Regions from separate parts of the Mus musculus genome. Here all the other regions are linked to region 2. The links are chromatin contacts, called in public HiChIP or PLAC-seq and promoter capture Hi-C maps. All regions are on one chromosome and are shown on one strand. The core of a region is the stretch at or near the end of the contact, and the rest is flanking DNA. Distances in the headings are between cores, read along the strand shown. Region 1 overlaps Ccdc146 (coiled-coil domain containing 146). Region 2 holds the start of Napepld (N-acyl phosphatidylethanolamine phospholipase D). Region 3 overlaps Gsap (gamma-secretase activating protein). Region 4 overlaps Fam185a (family with sequence similarity 185, member A). Region 5 holds the start of Fam185a (family with sequence similarity 185, member A).

Region 1 (2,778 bases), core at 211-2,710, 380 kb before region 2:
TTTTTCTATTGATAGCAAAAGCACAACACTTTTACTTTCATAGAGAGCCCTGAGCTTAAACAAATGGAGATGTTGTGTTTTCATATCCACCTCTAGTAGAAGCCTTTGATTCATGGCTTGTGCCTGAGTGAGCGCATCCAAAGACACTTTCAGGAGCAGCTCTGTCTTCTTCAGATTCCGAAAATCTCGTTCTTTCTCTCTTTGCTTACGAGAAAGTTCATCATGGTAGTTCTGCTTGTCGATGAGACAGTTCCGTAGATTGATATCCAAGATCCCTCTGTTCAGATCAAGCGTGAAGATCAAAGTGACTTGTCTTATACAGTTTTCTAAGCTTATCAAAGACAGCATGCTCAAGGTTATACACAGAAGTTTTTTCACATTACAACCATAAACCATAAGTGAAACCCAAATCAGCTACTTTTGTGTGTTGGTATCATTTAGAAGTATAATCTTATAAATTAAATGTAATGATAGGCTGGGGAGTCATGGGTTTCGAGTTTCCTTCCTTGAAATTTTACTTTAACGTAAGAAATAAAGTAAAGGCCAGTGGTAGAGCAATTGCCTACCAGGGCAAAGTCCCAGGTTCAACCTCTAGCATTTAAGAAAAGTCAGGGGATAGGAGAGTCTATAGTTGGAAAAGGCTTGCCACACAAACAGGATTTGAGCCCCCTATATCCATGTAACAAGCTTTAACTGATAGAACCCACTTGTAATCTGAGTGCTGGGGAGGCAGAGACAGCCAGATCTCTGGAGCTCACTAGCCAGCTAGCCTAGCCTAATCAGGGAGTCCGAGGTCCTAAGGAGAGGCTCTGTCTCAAAAGACAAGGTGGATGACACAGAGGTTGGCCTCTGATTTCTATGAGCTCATGAATACATGTGGATACCCCACCCACACATACACAGAGTCGGAAGTAAAATATTCCAGTATGGAATCACACCATGAAATCTCCCTCATCCAGAAAATGCTGGGATTATGTCAGAAATACTACTCACTGATTGGCAAGTGTCTGAATTACTTGCATATTTCAGCAATATAGTTCCCCATAAACTTACAGTCAACAATAGATTTTATTCCTAAGTTCAGAATCATAGAATTGAGGAAATTTTAATTAAAGAATAGGAAAAATATTTCAAAGTGCTTTGATGGTACATTTAATTAATGGTTAAAAATTGACTTATAATTCTACAACTTGTTATTGAAACAGCATACAATCAATTGGTAATATTTTGAATCTTCAGGACATCATTGATTAAAATTTAAATGACAGAATGTGCAGAAATATAAGCAACCTTTCAGCTAGCGAGGAGGCTTCGTTCTCTTTGGTTAGTTCCAATAGTTTAAGCAGTTGGCCATACTCTCGTTCTTTGACTTCTAGTAAGGTTCGCTTGCCCTCAACTTCCTTCATTATGTCATCCCTTTCTTCCGCAAGAGTGTTGACTTTGTTTTCAAGCTTCTTTAAAGAGTCACTTAGCTCTTTCAACTCAGATTCCAAGACAATATTTTTCTTCTCTGTTTCTCTGTAGGGAGTACACACAGAAGCAGAAGTAAGAGGGCTTATTTTGAGTTCATGCTGTCTCTACCTATTATCAGACAAAAATATACTAGTCACAAGTTTACTGAGCTTAGAAGGATGTAAAGGTCAAAGATAGGAGATACTTGGAGGTGTGATTGTTAGCTTTCTTCATCAACTTGAATTGCATGGGAAGAGATTCTCAGTGAGGAATGATCTCCATTGGGTTGGCCAATGAGCTTGTCTGTGGGAGACTGTCTTAAGTAAATTGATGTGGGAAGACACAGCCCACTGTGTGTGGCACCATTCCTTAGGCAGGGAGATCCTAAATTGTATAAGAGGGAAGAGATCAAGCTGAGTACAAGCAGGCAGAAGCATATAAATTCTTTCCCATCTCTCTGCTCTTGACTATGTGTGTCATGATTACTGTTGGAAATTCCTGCTTTGATATCCACTCGATGATGGACTGTGTTCTGGAAATGTAAGCTGAAATAAACTGCTTTCTTCCCTAAGTTGTTTTCTGTCAGGGTATTTCATCACGAGAGAGAGAGAGAGAGAGAGAGAGAGAGAGAGAGAGAGAGGGGGGGGGGGGGAGGGGGGAGGGAAAGGGGAGGACAGAGGTGGAGGGAGAAGGAGAAGGAAAGGGAGAGGGGAGGGAGGGACAGGGGATAACTTCCTAGAATGCTCCTGAAAACAGGCATTTGCCCATTCTCTTTTCTCCTCAGATGGCACTCTGTCACCTGTGGTTTCTGCTCCCATTGTGACTAGCCTCCAGGACCAGACTTGACTCCATTAACTTCCCTTCTGGTGACCTTGGGTTTTAGAATCACCACTGCTCCATTTTCCTGTATTCTTTTAAGAGCAGTTTCTAGAGTAATCACGTTATTTCTCAAGAATATTTTTATATGCACCAATCTTGTATTTCTTTTTGATCACTGAAATCCTAAGAGCTTCTCAGCAATCTTCATACTCAAGTCTGCTCTAGTTGTCTGAGGGTGAATCTATGCAAAGGGAGGAATTGCCATCATTTGGGCTGCGGTTGTCTGAGCATCATTTGGGACCATGAAATTTAAGTTCAAATGGTTAATCCCCAGCCTTGATGAAGTCACTGGTGGTCTCCATAGAAACAGAATTTATAAGTTGAAATAGAATTATTATCATTTGCTGTATTATTTTCTTTTAAAGAACATGAATCATAGAGCCCATATGGGACCAAGATCAGGTATTTTCAAGATTATAACTTGTAAATATTATAACATAGACACAC
Region 2 (2,746 bases), core at 44-2,543:
AAATAAAATCTTTGAAAATTATGACTGTATTTCCAATTGACTTACACCCATTTCAAACCCTCGATTCCTCTTAGATTCTGATTTTAAATGCACATTTTTGCCCTAAATCTTTAACAGAGCTAACATTTCCTTACAACAAAAATCAAACTATTTTTTTTAATTAGACTGTTGTAAGATACAAGTAATCACCCTTTTAAAGATTATGTAACTTCTTTCTAAATCATGTTGTTACCACTAACTTCTACCCAATGTGACAAAACAGAACTGTTATACGTCCATCTGTTAATAAAGATGAAAATTATTTCTTAATTTAAGAGAAGTGTGTTGCAAAAGTGGCTTTCTGACTTCATGCTAAGCCAAAACCACCCATGCAAGTCACAGCATAACAACGTATAAACAGCCTACAGTAAGGGCAAAGCAAGAATCCCAGACTTTTTTTTTTTTATGTTGTTGACTTTTCTCAATCCCTTAATGTTTTCTGGGTCTGACTGTTAGTACACATTATCCAGGTTCCACTGGAGACCTTGAACGCATATTCACAACAACCGGGTTCATACCGCGCTCCTTGGGAAGAGGAGTCCATATGAACCGCCATCAAGAATAGCCGATCTAATGAGCAAACACAGTACAAAAGAAAGAAAAGGAAAAAGAAAAGAAAGAAAAAGGTCTATTGCCATCCTTCTCTAATCCCGCCTCGTACTTTTATTCATTCTGTGGTTAAATAAGTTACTCTTACTTTAAGAAAAACGGCAATAATGCTTTGGGGATGGATTTTTTTAGGACATAAATACTACACCGAAGCTGAAATAAGTTGCTCTGAGCAAGTTGTGGACCCCATTCATTTACATACAACCAAATGAAGATACACCCACTTGTATTCCTATCGTGGAGCTGTAACCAGGGAGTCTGCAGCAGGAAGGGTAGATCTTAAATCCCAAATACAGCTACTTCCCTCTGGGCGCCTAAAAACGCGGTGGCTCTTCACGTAAGCGGATCCAGAGATGCAAGCTCCGCAACTCCAGAGGTGCGGTAATTCAAAAGAAGCCTGCCACTCACAAGTGCATCTCCAGGAGGAGGCAGGGCTTGGGTGCTAGAAACCTACTCGAAACCCGCTGCACTTCACCGAGGTATCCGAACAGCCCCAGAAAGGCTGTTCCACGCAGATATCGAGACTAAGGAGCAAACCAACGAAAAGGAACCGCGGTCGCCGAACCGCCTCCCGCGAAGATCCAGGCTAACAGCAGGGAGGCTCACCCGCAGGCGCTCAGGTTCCCGGGAAGGCGGCGCGCTGTATGTGGGCGGGGCCATGCCGGTGGGCGGCGCTGGAAGGCGGGGGGCGGAGTTGGTTAGAGGGCGGGATGAAGCGAGGCTGCTGGACGGAGCGGAAGCTCGAGGGGCGGAGCCATCTTGCGAGGGTGGAGCGAAGGGGCGGGCTCACCTTGCGCGGAGCGCAGGCAGGCGCGCGCTGCGTCGCGTCTCCTCGCCTGAGGGCCTCGGCTCTGCGGGCCCAGCCGCTCTACGCCCTCCTCCCGCGTCTCTCCTCCCTCGGCCCGGCCACCCCAGCTCCGCTGAGGACACCAACAGCTGCACGCAGCGCCTCAGCACGCGCCGCCTCCCCATCTTTGGTGGCGGTCGTCTCTGACCATGCGGTCCCAGGCTGCAGCCGGGTCATACCGGGAGCCACCCCCTGCCTGGCCTTTACCAAGATGGCTGCCCCGGAGGACAGAGGCGCAGAGGCCTCGAGGCCATCTTGGTAAAGTCCGCGCAGCGAGCAGAACTGATACCGCAAAGCTCTCTGACCAGTTTGGCTCCCAGCCTTCCAGGTCACGTGAGCTCATTCCTTGACAGTTGCTAAACCCAGAAGAATCTGGTTGCCCAATGTGCCTGTCGTGGCCCACTATGTACAACAGCACTGACAGTCTTGACTAAAGAGCTCGGTTACAGACACTGATTATATATAGTGAGTACTGAGTATAAATGGCTCCACTACCTTGTGTACTCAGTTACATTTTAAATTATGTCAGCCTTCGGCATATAATGTTCTAAATGTCTGGCTTTTTGAAATCTCAGGATAAGATCAAAACATAAAATTACAATTCTGAAATTCTTAACTGGTTGAAATTATTTCAAGAGATAACTTGCAAAGTCATACAGAATTCAATGGTAAATAGATAGGCTGACAGTTTAAATACTCTTGAAGGTCTTTGTGAGATATATTCATAGACCAGAACTAAATAGATTGTGTCTGAGATTGTGTTAGCAAAAAGAAAAGAAAGACCAGGCATTAGTACAGATACGCTAGGAATATGCAAACCAAACTATAATGCATTTAGAAAGTGACTATAGCTATCTAATACTGCAGGACACTATCGATGTATACTTGATTTCCTCAGGGTAGTTTGCAGTTGTAACTGATTGTTTTCCTTTTGCTAGTTTTAAGTGTAAAACTAGCAAAAGTTTAAAGTTTATTCCTGATAGCTCTTTTGCGCCTGGGTGGGGCTGAATAATTCTCGACATGCATTAGCAAATTTTAAAAAAGAAGGGAAGACACACTTCAAATTCAACCCCAAAGGACAGACTGCTATTACTGCTTCGATTCCTAGCATCCTTGCTAGGGAACTTTAAACATGTCATTTCTTGCCCTTATTCCATCAGTCACTGTGAACACATTTTATATACACAAAAAATGGGTCTGCATTGTCATGCTGTTTGGATAAATTTCTGATACAATAATGCTTAAATCATT
Region 3 (2,700 bases), core at 186-2,685, 430 kb before region 2:
GCATATCTACAGACATCACCATGATGGCACTCACCAGACCCCCATAGCTACAGACATCACCATGATGGCACTCACCAGACTCCCATATCTATAGACATCACCATGATGGCACTCACCAGACCCACATATCTACAGACATCACCATGATGGCACTCACCAGACCCCCATAGCTACAGACATCATCATGATGGCACTCACCAGACCCCCATATCTACAGACATCACCATGATGGCACTCACCAGACCCCCATATCTACAGACATCACCATGATGGCACTCACCAGACCCCCATATCTACAGACATCACCATGATGGCACTCACCAGATTCCCATAGCTACAGACATCACCATGATGGCACTCACCAGACCCGCATATCTACAGACATCACCATGATGGCACTCACCAGACCCGCATATCTACAGACATCACCATGATGGCACTCACCAGACTCCCATAGCTACAGACATCATCATGATATCCTTCAACATTAAATATACAGTAGTATAGAGTTTTATTATTTCAAAAGTGGTTATATTCTTCAGTCACTAATAATTCAAAGATTTAAAAGCCAACTAATTCTGTTTTTTGAGAGAATTTAACAATTATTGTGAAATGAGTTTATGTTATCATTTTGATTCCTGGGTTTTGGAAGTGAATAAGCCTAGAAGGGAAGCCAGCCTGTTCCAGTTGTTCTGAGTTACAAGTACATTTCTGACGGGACACAGTGTGGTGACACCACCCAGGCCAGGAGAATCGCTCTCCAGGGAGGAAATGGCTTCCTGCTGAGCCAACCAACTTGGAAGTCCTTAGTTTTGGGAAGTGAATTGTAGTTCTCTCTATTGTAAATGGGAAGAGAAAAGAGGAGAGGCTAGGCTCTCAATTTGCAACTTCTCGTGGGTGTCCCTGTTCTGTGAAAGATGGAGTTGCTCGGAAATGCCAACACCCAAGAGGCATGGAGTGAGGCATGTGGTCCCTGCTGCAGGACGGCAGACAGTGCCTGCTGTTCAAGTTAATGCTTTTTTTTTTTTTTTTTTTTTTTTTTTGTCTCCAGGTCTACGGCTTGAAGGGGTACTGGGCAAAGCTGAACTCCAACCTTGAGTACATTAAGTATACAAAACCTCACTTGCACTATCACAACAGCGTCGTGAGGAGGGAATGGCATAACCTGATCTCTGAAGAGGTGAGCACACAGCTAGCAGTGGAGGCTGGCCCATGGTGGCCACGCAGTCCTCTGTCACCACCCGCATCACCTCACTGACAACCCAGTGGGCAGGGAGGACTGCTCTATACTGTTTGTTCTTAGAGGAGGAAATTGGAGTAGGGGGAGGAAGGCAAATGTGGCTCATTTATAGTCGAAGAGCAATGAGTGTACACTGTAGTACGTAAATCTACACACATGGCAGAGTGGCATAGAACTAGACACATACTGTGCATATCCACTTCCTGATTTTGATATTGTAGTGCAGCTATATCAGATAGAAGCATTAATGGAGAGAGGATGAAGGGTCCAAGGGACCCCTGTACTACTGTTGCATAGAGTTCTTTGAGAATAAAGTTTAATTTAAAAAAATGTGCTCTCCTTAACATGGAAAATGATATTATTTTTAAACCCTTTAATAGATTGCTATTTGTTCTTGCTGTTAATAAAAAAAAGCTATCCAGGAAAATCTCACCTTCCATTATCCTGACGTGTTCTCACCCCTAGAGAACGGGCAAAAGGAGATCCACAATGTACGTGAGGAACATTCTTGAAAACGCAATGAAGTAAGTATGATCTGGCTATCATGGACCTGGCTGGCTGCCTGTGTGGTCAACTCTCAAGGAACTGCTGTCCTTGGCTTCCTGTAGACCACTGGGTGCTGGAGTGTCTAGAGGGAGACACTTCTATAGGCACACACCCTATAGAGGACCACTTATGATGGATAATGGTAAAGTCGGCTTTTATAAGTGAGTACTGGCAATGAAAGACATAGTAGTTTGATTTGCTTTAATTGTTGGTGGGCTGGGTTGGTGGAACTTGCTCTTATTTTGAAAGCATATTCTCTGGGTAGATGAGTCATCTCAGAGAACTAAAAGTGCAGGCCTCAGTCCGGCCTCTGTTCTGTTTTTAGCCTTCGTTATTTCCAATAACTGACAGCTGCAATTTTTCTAAATAATTGCTGTTGTTGGCTCTAAAGGGCTTTGAGATTCGTAATTGCTTAATGTTCCTTTCAGTACACTGATTAAAGTTTTTGAGTTTTCAGGTAGCCAGAGAATGGTTTCTGCATGGTTTTTGGGGCTTTAGAGGGGAAACATCTGCATGGTGCTGTGGCTTGAAGTTTTTAAAGTGATGCTTCTGTTGGAGATAACACAGAATTTCTTTGCAGGGTGATTGCTAGCATGGAAACGAGGACACTGGGTAAGAAAAGACCTGTGTTAAAGTCGGATCTCGGTCGCAACCTTGTTCTTCCTAACCAATGGGTTGGCAAGAAAATCATTCCCAGCAGTACAGTGGAGAGTAGTGGATGGCAACAGCTCTTAGTTCACCCTGTCAGGACGACCACATAGCTCTGTTACTGTCTGTCTTAGCACTGGGACCTCCAGGGTCAGCAGCCAAGTATGTTTTTGCTGAAGGAGTCTCTGGGTCTTCTCCTCTCACAGCTGATCTAATTAGCATGGCTGCTGGCTGTACCCACAGGGTATACTTGGCAGGAGCTGCTT
Region 4 (2,830 bases), core at 270-2,769, 260 kb before region 2:
GCGTATGCGCTGCAGTACATAGGGGTAGTATTAAGAGCCACTTAATCCTTGACAACAGAACAGTCTGTGCACATCTGCTAAGTGTCTGCTGGGCCTTCTCCAGGAAGTGTGGGCTTGAACATTTTTCCATGCATGGCCTGCTCATTTCACTTCTTAGTAAGGCTGGATATCAGTGTCTATACATTTTGGCAGCACTCCCACGTTTTAGAAGTAAGCACAACTTATTAAGTTGTATTAGAACGTGGTTACTGCTAGTCATGCTAGCAAGTAACACATCAGCAAATAGTCTTCTGTTTAAAAAAAACAGTGTACGTAGGTAATTAGAATAACCTTTGCACCTCAACTCAATGACTGAGCCTCAACAGTCCCTACATTGATAACATGTATTGAACCTAAAGTAGAGCAGAGCTCTACATGAGTAGTACTGCAGTAGTGAGTAGTAATAATTTGTAATTTCATGTTTTAAATGACTTTTAATAAGCATTACACTTCTATGGGATCATAATTAAGGCATTTGTTTGGTTGGAGCCCACCGCTCACCCCTGCTCAAGCACAAGCTGGGAAAAGCCATCTGCCCTCCTTCTCCCAACCCAGTCCGCACTGAAATAACTCTAAAGAAAGTGTCCAAAAGGCACTCCTGGCAGCCAGTGCAACGTGCCTTCTGACATGACCACCTACCCAAATGCCCTCCCAGCTGCCTAGCTTCTGACCATGCTCCTGGCTCACACGTCATCACACCTCACCTGAGAACTAGAAAACTTCCCTGCCTTTCCTCAGCCCTGTTCTTGGGGACTGTAATCAACTGGGGAGTTGTGCCAATTAAACCTGCATTTATTTACTTATTTATTTATTCTGGTCTGATATAGCTTATATTGCATTTGGTAGAAAAGACATATTAGTATTATAAATAATATACAAGTAAGTTTTGGTGTAAAACAGTTCCCTACCAAGATAGATATTGATTGACCAACACTGCAGGAAAAACAACTGTTTTCTATTCTGCTTTACGCCATGTTCATATTCAATACATTAATGCTTTTTAAATATTTTATTTCTTTCATTTTAGACAGGTAGAATGGAATTTGGGGAAATTTACCACTAATTGAACACATTTCTAGATCTAATGATTAATGTAGCTGAAATAAATATTGCTAGTTATAAGAGTTTTGTTTTCTACAGTCTTTGAACATTTATTGGCTTTAATATGAAGTCAAGTATACTTCCTTACACGGTTTAAATAAGTCTCTTATGCACTGTTGCCGTAGGTAGGGTTTCCCTGAGAGAACACTGAGATGGAAATAAGAATGCAGTGTTTACTGGAGAGACTTCTTGGGCCCCATGCCATGTCAGGGCAAGAAGCCCCATCTCCATGGAGAAGGCAGACTATGATAGACTTTCAGCAGTCCCAAGTACAGCTCTGAAGCTGGCGAGGTTCCTCAGAGTTGCCTCAAGTTATAGTGAGGGAAACTGGAGTTTTATATCCCAGGTCATTAGATCCCAGCTGCTCCAGGAAGGAGTGTGATCTTGGGCCAAGACGGCTGTGTTCAGTTGAAGCAGTTTCCGAAGAGGGCTGTCCTCAAAGGGCTGTGTGCCAGCAGTTCTCTCCGCATCTATGAACAAAAGCCCTTCAGGTATAAAGGAGGCTCTACATGATGAATCATAGCCTCTGCTACGGTTAAATGTATTCATTGAATGCACTTATTGACTGGCTACCGTGTGCCAGGTATCTAGGAGCCAGGAGTGCAGAGTTGTGCAGGAAATGGTAGCCGTCTTTAAAGAATGCACAGTTGAGTGGAAGGACTTCTGTTTCACTTCCTCAGTCCCCTCCCACCTATCTGCTGGTGCTGTCCATTGTCACTCTGTGTCAAAGCAACTATCTCACAACTCCTTTTATAGCGTTGGTGCATGAGTAAGCAGGAATAGGAGGGGAATTTTATTCAGTTACTTCCATGTTATTCAGCCAGTTTCTCCCTCCATCCCTTGGTCCTTAGCTCTGTTTGTTTTCCAGTACAGGGAAAGAGATTAGAAAGAGACTCTAACTCATTGTGTACACCCAGTGCTTTGACTATTTTAAATCACTTAGGTAAACCAACATCGCTTGCTCCCTCTCCTGTGATTACCTGGCCTCCATCCTTGTTCCAAGAGCTTTTAGGAACGTGCTGTTGAAGCTTAAAGTATCAAGGTGGGATGGATGGAGGGGCAGTAAGGGTCATCCTAGTAAGACCCTGAACATATATTTCAGTGAATTCCTTGTTCTCACCCTCTCAGCAGATGGTTGTATAACACACACCATAAAAATATTGACTATATTTAAGCTTAATATCCTAAACTTTTTTTTCCAACATAATATTTTTATTAATTCTTTGATTGAGGATTTAACATCATACACCCCTACCAAGGACTTCCCAGTCCTTTCCTGCCCCTCACTCTAATGACCTCCCCCACAGCAAAAAAATAAAGATCAGTTTATGTTCTCTGTATTCTCACTGGGGCATGGTCAAACTCTCAGGGGCCTACTCTCTAAATAAAGCTGAGTCCTTCCAGTCCCTGCTGGAAGTCATCTCTCATGGAGGGCAATGCTCCAGCGTCCTATCACAGTTCTTAAGAGTTCTCTATGACAGCTTCCTGTCTAGGCTGTTGCTATTTGGGGAGGAAGGGAGGGGTTGTCACAGAAGTCTTCCATGTCCCTTTTTCTCAACTGTATCTGCAGTCATCTATATCACTGCAAAAGTAGCTTATTTACGCTTTATGGATCATAGGAGCATGGTCCCATAGTTTCTAATGTCAACACAGACCACTAACAGGGCTCCCAGTTGCTGTAGGGCCACAG
Region 5 (2,700 bases), core at 84-2,583, 280 kb before region 2:
TTATTTGTAGAATGGGGAGAAGAATAGGCAAATATGGCTGAAATAATGTCCACACCCCCCATTTCCCATTATCTTTACTGCCTACTGAATAATAAAAAAAAGAGTTAACTTATAGAGTTATTTAGCACAGTCTGTCTTATATCAAAACTGAAGAAACATTTCTTGTGCCATAGATAATACAACAGGACCAGGAAAAAATTCTGACATCCCCTAACAAGTCTTATGATCCAGAGAGAGAGAGAGAGAGAGAGAGAGAGAGAGAGAGAGAGAGAGAGATTTTATTTTACCATTAAGGCCAAGGACCAGTTGCAGGGAAAGAGATCAAGACTGTCCTCTAACCAAGTTCAAATGTCTCCAAATCTCTTAGCAACGTAGACATATGCCATTCCTAAAATACTTTGTTTTGTATACTGTGCACTGCTTTGTTGTCCATTGTTTCATTTGATAAATGTGGTAAAAACGAAAAAAAAAACTTCTACACAAGACAAGGAAGATAGTGTCATCATTTTATAAGCAAATAGTAAAACCCAAAGGCATCCAATGACTGGCCTAAGATTACTACTTACAGTTAAGAAAGAGCCAGAATTCTAACACTTTTTCTTTTCCTTTTTTTTCTTTTTTCTTTTTCGAGACAGGGTTTCTCTGTATAGCCCAGGCTGTCCTGGAACTCACTCTGTAGACCAGGCTGGCCTCGAACTCAGAAATCCACCTGCCTCTGTCTCCTGAGTGCTGGGACTAAAGGCGTGCGCCACCATACCTGGCTTCTAACACTTTTTCTATCTAGTATTTTTTACCTAAGTGGGAGTTCCCTTAAAGGACAGAGAAGGGAGAAAGCAACAGAACGTGTCTGTCCTCTCATGCTAAGGTCTCTTGTGAGGGGGATTCTCTATTCCCAGGGAATCCACATTAGTTTGGTGACCTTTGGTTCTAACTACCTAAAGAAAGTATTCCTAACTTTGAATCTGATTCCCATCTATAAACATGCTGTTTCTTACCCTTTCTTTTGGTCCTGATCCTTGTTTAAACTCTTATTTTTCTCCGTGTGTTTTGGTCCCTGGGGTCTCACTTCAAAACTTCACCCTCTCCTAAGAGTCGCGTCCTTGGTATCCAAAGTAACCACAGCTGAGTTTATCCCGTCCCTTCTACTCTTCCTATTGGTCAGTTACATTAACTTTTTTTCTTTCTCTGCTCTCTTGGCCAATGGGCTTGAAGCAACGGGAAAGCAACGAGGGGGGAGCGGGGGCTCCTCTACCAATCGGCTGTCAGTCTGTGTATTCAGCGCACTGTCTCCTGGGATATGTAGTTTCACAGTTACCAGAACACCTTGATGTTTGGCTCCTTTAAAACTACATATCCCGATGGCCTCCGCCAAAGGGGCGGAAATAGGTGACTTGTCCAGGTCAGGGTTTCAACTAGGCTCTTTGAAGTTTTAACTTTCCTACCGGGATTTAAGGCGTTAAGTACTGTGCTGGGGGCCTGGCTCGTTCTTCCTTGGCGGAGCCGTGCATGCTGTCCCCTTCGTGACTGACCCGAGGCAGCTCGTGGTTCTTGTGGTCCCGGGACCAGCGAGCCAAGGCTGAAGCGTTCCAAGGGAGAGCATGTTCGGCCGCCTCCCTCCTTGCGCGTCCCGAGTGCGGGCGGGCGCCTTGGTCGGAGCTCTCGGGGCTCGGACTTGCGGCTCCAGTGGGGCGCAGCGGCAGGGATCAGCGCCCGATGACTCTGGGGCCGGCCTGGCGCGTGGGGCTCTGAGGGAGTGGACGCTGCAGGTGAGCCCGTTTGGGCGACTGAGGGCGCGGCTCCCTTGCCACCTGGCCGTGAGGCCCCTGGATCCCCTTGCGCACCCGGATGGCGACCGCGTGCAGGTGGCGGTGTGCGGCGTGGAGCACGTGGCGCGCGGCCTGGACAGCCTGCAGGTCAAGTATGATGCTGATCGGCAGGAGATGGCCATTCTGTCGGACGACATCGACCCCCAGGCGTCGGTGGAGGTGAACGCGCCCGTCAAATTTGGCAAGTGAAGTGAAAAAGGGTTTGGGTCACAAAACTAATAGTGTTTAAGCGTTGGGTTTCCAATTAAGGAGGAAAATTAAAGCCGAGTGGAAGCTTGTATTGGAATAATCTGAGTCTAATTACATTGTGGAGCCATTAGCATCACAGTCATTAGCATCGTTCAGGGTTGAGGTTTCTTGATAACTATCCAGTGGTTTGGTAGCCCACATCTCGGGGCTCTGGTCCCTCGTCAGCTCTATGTATAGATGCTTCCAGCTAATCTAGAAAAACAAAAACAAAAACAAACGAACAAAAAACCTTGCTTTCCAACAGGTACCCAGGTTGGTAGATGTCTATTCATTTAGGCATAAGTAAATTCTCTGCGAATACAAACTTTGAAGCAAGACACATAGTTAAGACTGTCTGGGGAAATTCATAATAGTACCTGCAAAACGTATTTCTTAGGCATCTGAGTCCCGTTATTTTATTTCCCAGATGCAAACCGCTGAGCACACATACTTTTCTAGAAAGGGTTCTGGGGCTCTCATTCTTCCTGGAACTGAAGGATGGTGTTGCTGATGATAGCAATAGCACCGTTTACCTCTTCTAAAATTATTTTATATTAACCCTCACAGTTGCTCGGTAGGGTGGATGCTTTTGTCACCGTTTCAGATGAGGACATTGAAGTAAAGGAAGTATAAGATACATACTGTG

What was found. Promoter capture Hi-C pulls out the DNA fragments that hold promoters and counts their contacts. HiChIP or PLAC-seq counts read pairs in DNA pulled down with a chosen protein or histone mark. Capture Hi-C pulls out chosen DNA fragments and counts their contacts.
Region 1: a promoter capture Hi-C map of pre-B cells shows a contact between it and region 2, with 2.4 times the contacts expected there. The contact joins the enhancer-like site here to the promoter of Napepld in region 2. A contact is called at or near these places in 5 of 39 promoter capture datasets (the 3T3-L1 cell line, the C10 cell line, the HPC-7 cell line and 1 more) and 1 of 115 datasets of contacts at active chromatin or transcription factors (pro-B cells).
Region 3: a contact with region 2 is called in an H3K4me3 HiChIP or PLAC-seq map of bone marrow-derived macrophages, with 4 times the contacts expected there. The contact joins the enhancer-like site here to the promoter of Napepld in region 2. A contact is called at or near these places in 14 of 39 promoter capture datasets (the 3T3-L1 cell line, the C10 cell line, cranial neural crest and 9 more), 1 of 484 Hi-C or Micro-C datasets (uterus), 8 of 115 datasets of contacts at active chromatin or transcription factors (bone marrow-derived macrophages, cardiomyocytes, effector CD8 T cells and 5 more) and 3 of 9 other capture datasets (embryonic stem cells, liver and pancreatic islet).
Region 4: a contact with region 2 is called in a promoter capture Hi-C map of the C10 cell line. The contact joins the enhancer-like site here to the promoter of Napepld in region 2. A contact is called at or near these places in 11 of 39 promoter capture datasets (the 3T3-L1 cell line, 3T3-L1-derived adipocytes, the C10 cell line and 7 more), 1 of 484 Hi-C or Micro-C datasets (large pre-B cells) and 2 of 115 datasets of contacts at active chromatin or transcription factors (bone marrow-derived macrophages and pancreatic cancer cells).
Region 5: a contact with region 2 is called in a promoter capture Hi-C map of adipose tissue. The contact joins the promoter of Fam185a here to the promoter of Napepld in region 2. A contact is called at or near these places in 10 of 39 promoter capture datasets (the 3T3-L1 cell line, the C10 cell line, cranial neural crest and 5 more), 2 of 484 Hi-C or Micro-C datasets (CD4 T cells and large pre-B cells), 6 of 115 datasets of contacts at active chromatin or transcription factors (bone marrow-derived macrophages, effector CD8 T cells, forebrain and 3 more) and 3 of 9 other capture datasets (adipose tissue, liver and pancreatic islet).

Annotation. Positions count from the first base shown.
Region 1 is chr5:21,316,696-21,319,473 of GRCm38.p6, forward strand. Ccdc146 (coiled-coil domain containing 146) reads right to left here. Exons shown (of 19, transcript NM_029195.1): 8 at 1,291-1,518; 9 at 91-277. Among named protein-coding and RNA genes, the nearest start is that of Fgl2, 55 kb to the right of the region's middle. Within about 2 kb of position 1,461, at least 1 of the 459 cell types and tissues checked has an H3K27ac peak or open chromatin away from gene starts, as enhancers often do.
Region 2 is chr5:21,700,103-21,702,848 of GRCm38.p6, forward strand. Napepld (N-acyl phosphatidylethanolamine phospholipase D) reads right to left here and starts at 1,294. Exons shown (of 5, transcript NM_178728.6): 1 at 1,103-1,294.
Region 3 is chr5:21,268,851-21,271,550 of GRCm38.p6, forward strand. Gsap (gamma-secretase activating protein) reads left to right here. Exons shown (of 31, transcript NM_175437.3): 20 at 1,052-1,180; 21 at 1,706-1,764; 22 at 2,367-2,398. Among named protein-coding and RNA genes, the nearest start is that of Gsap, 84 kb to the left of the region's middle. Within about 2 kb of position 1,436, at least 44 of the 459 cell types and tissues checked have an H3K27ac peak or open chromatin away from gene starts, as enhancers often do. A contact at or near this core is called in bone marrow-derived macrophages and uterus, where this site is marked.
Region 4 is chr5:21,439,547-21,442,376 of GRCm38.p6, forward strand. All of the region lies in intron 4 of Fam185a (family with sequence similarity 185, member A), which reads left to right. Among named protein-coding and RNA genes, the nearest start is that of Fam185a, 16 kb to the left of the region's middle. Within about 2 kb of position 1,520, at least 53 of the 459 cell types and tissues checked have an H3K27ac peak or open chromatin away from gene starts, as enhancers often do.
Region 5 is chr5:21,423,570-21,426,269 of GRCm38.p6, forward strand. Fam185a (family with sequence similarity 185, member A) reads left to right here and starts at 1,334. Exons shown (of 8, transcript NM_177869.4): 1 at 1,334-2,007. The coding sequence starts at 1,599. It overlaps Ccdc146 (coiled-coil domain containing 146), which reads right to left and starts at 1,108. Exons shown (of 19, transcript NM_029195.1): 1 at 996-1,108.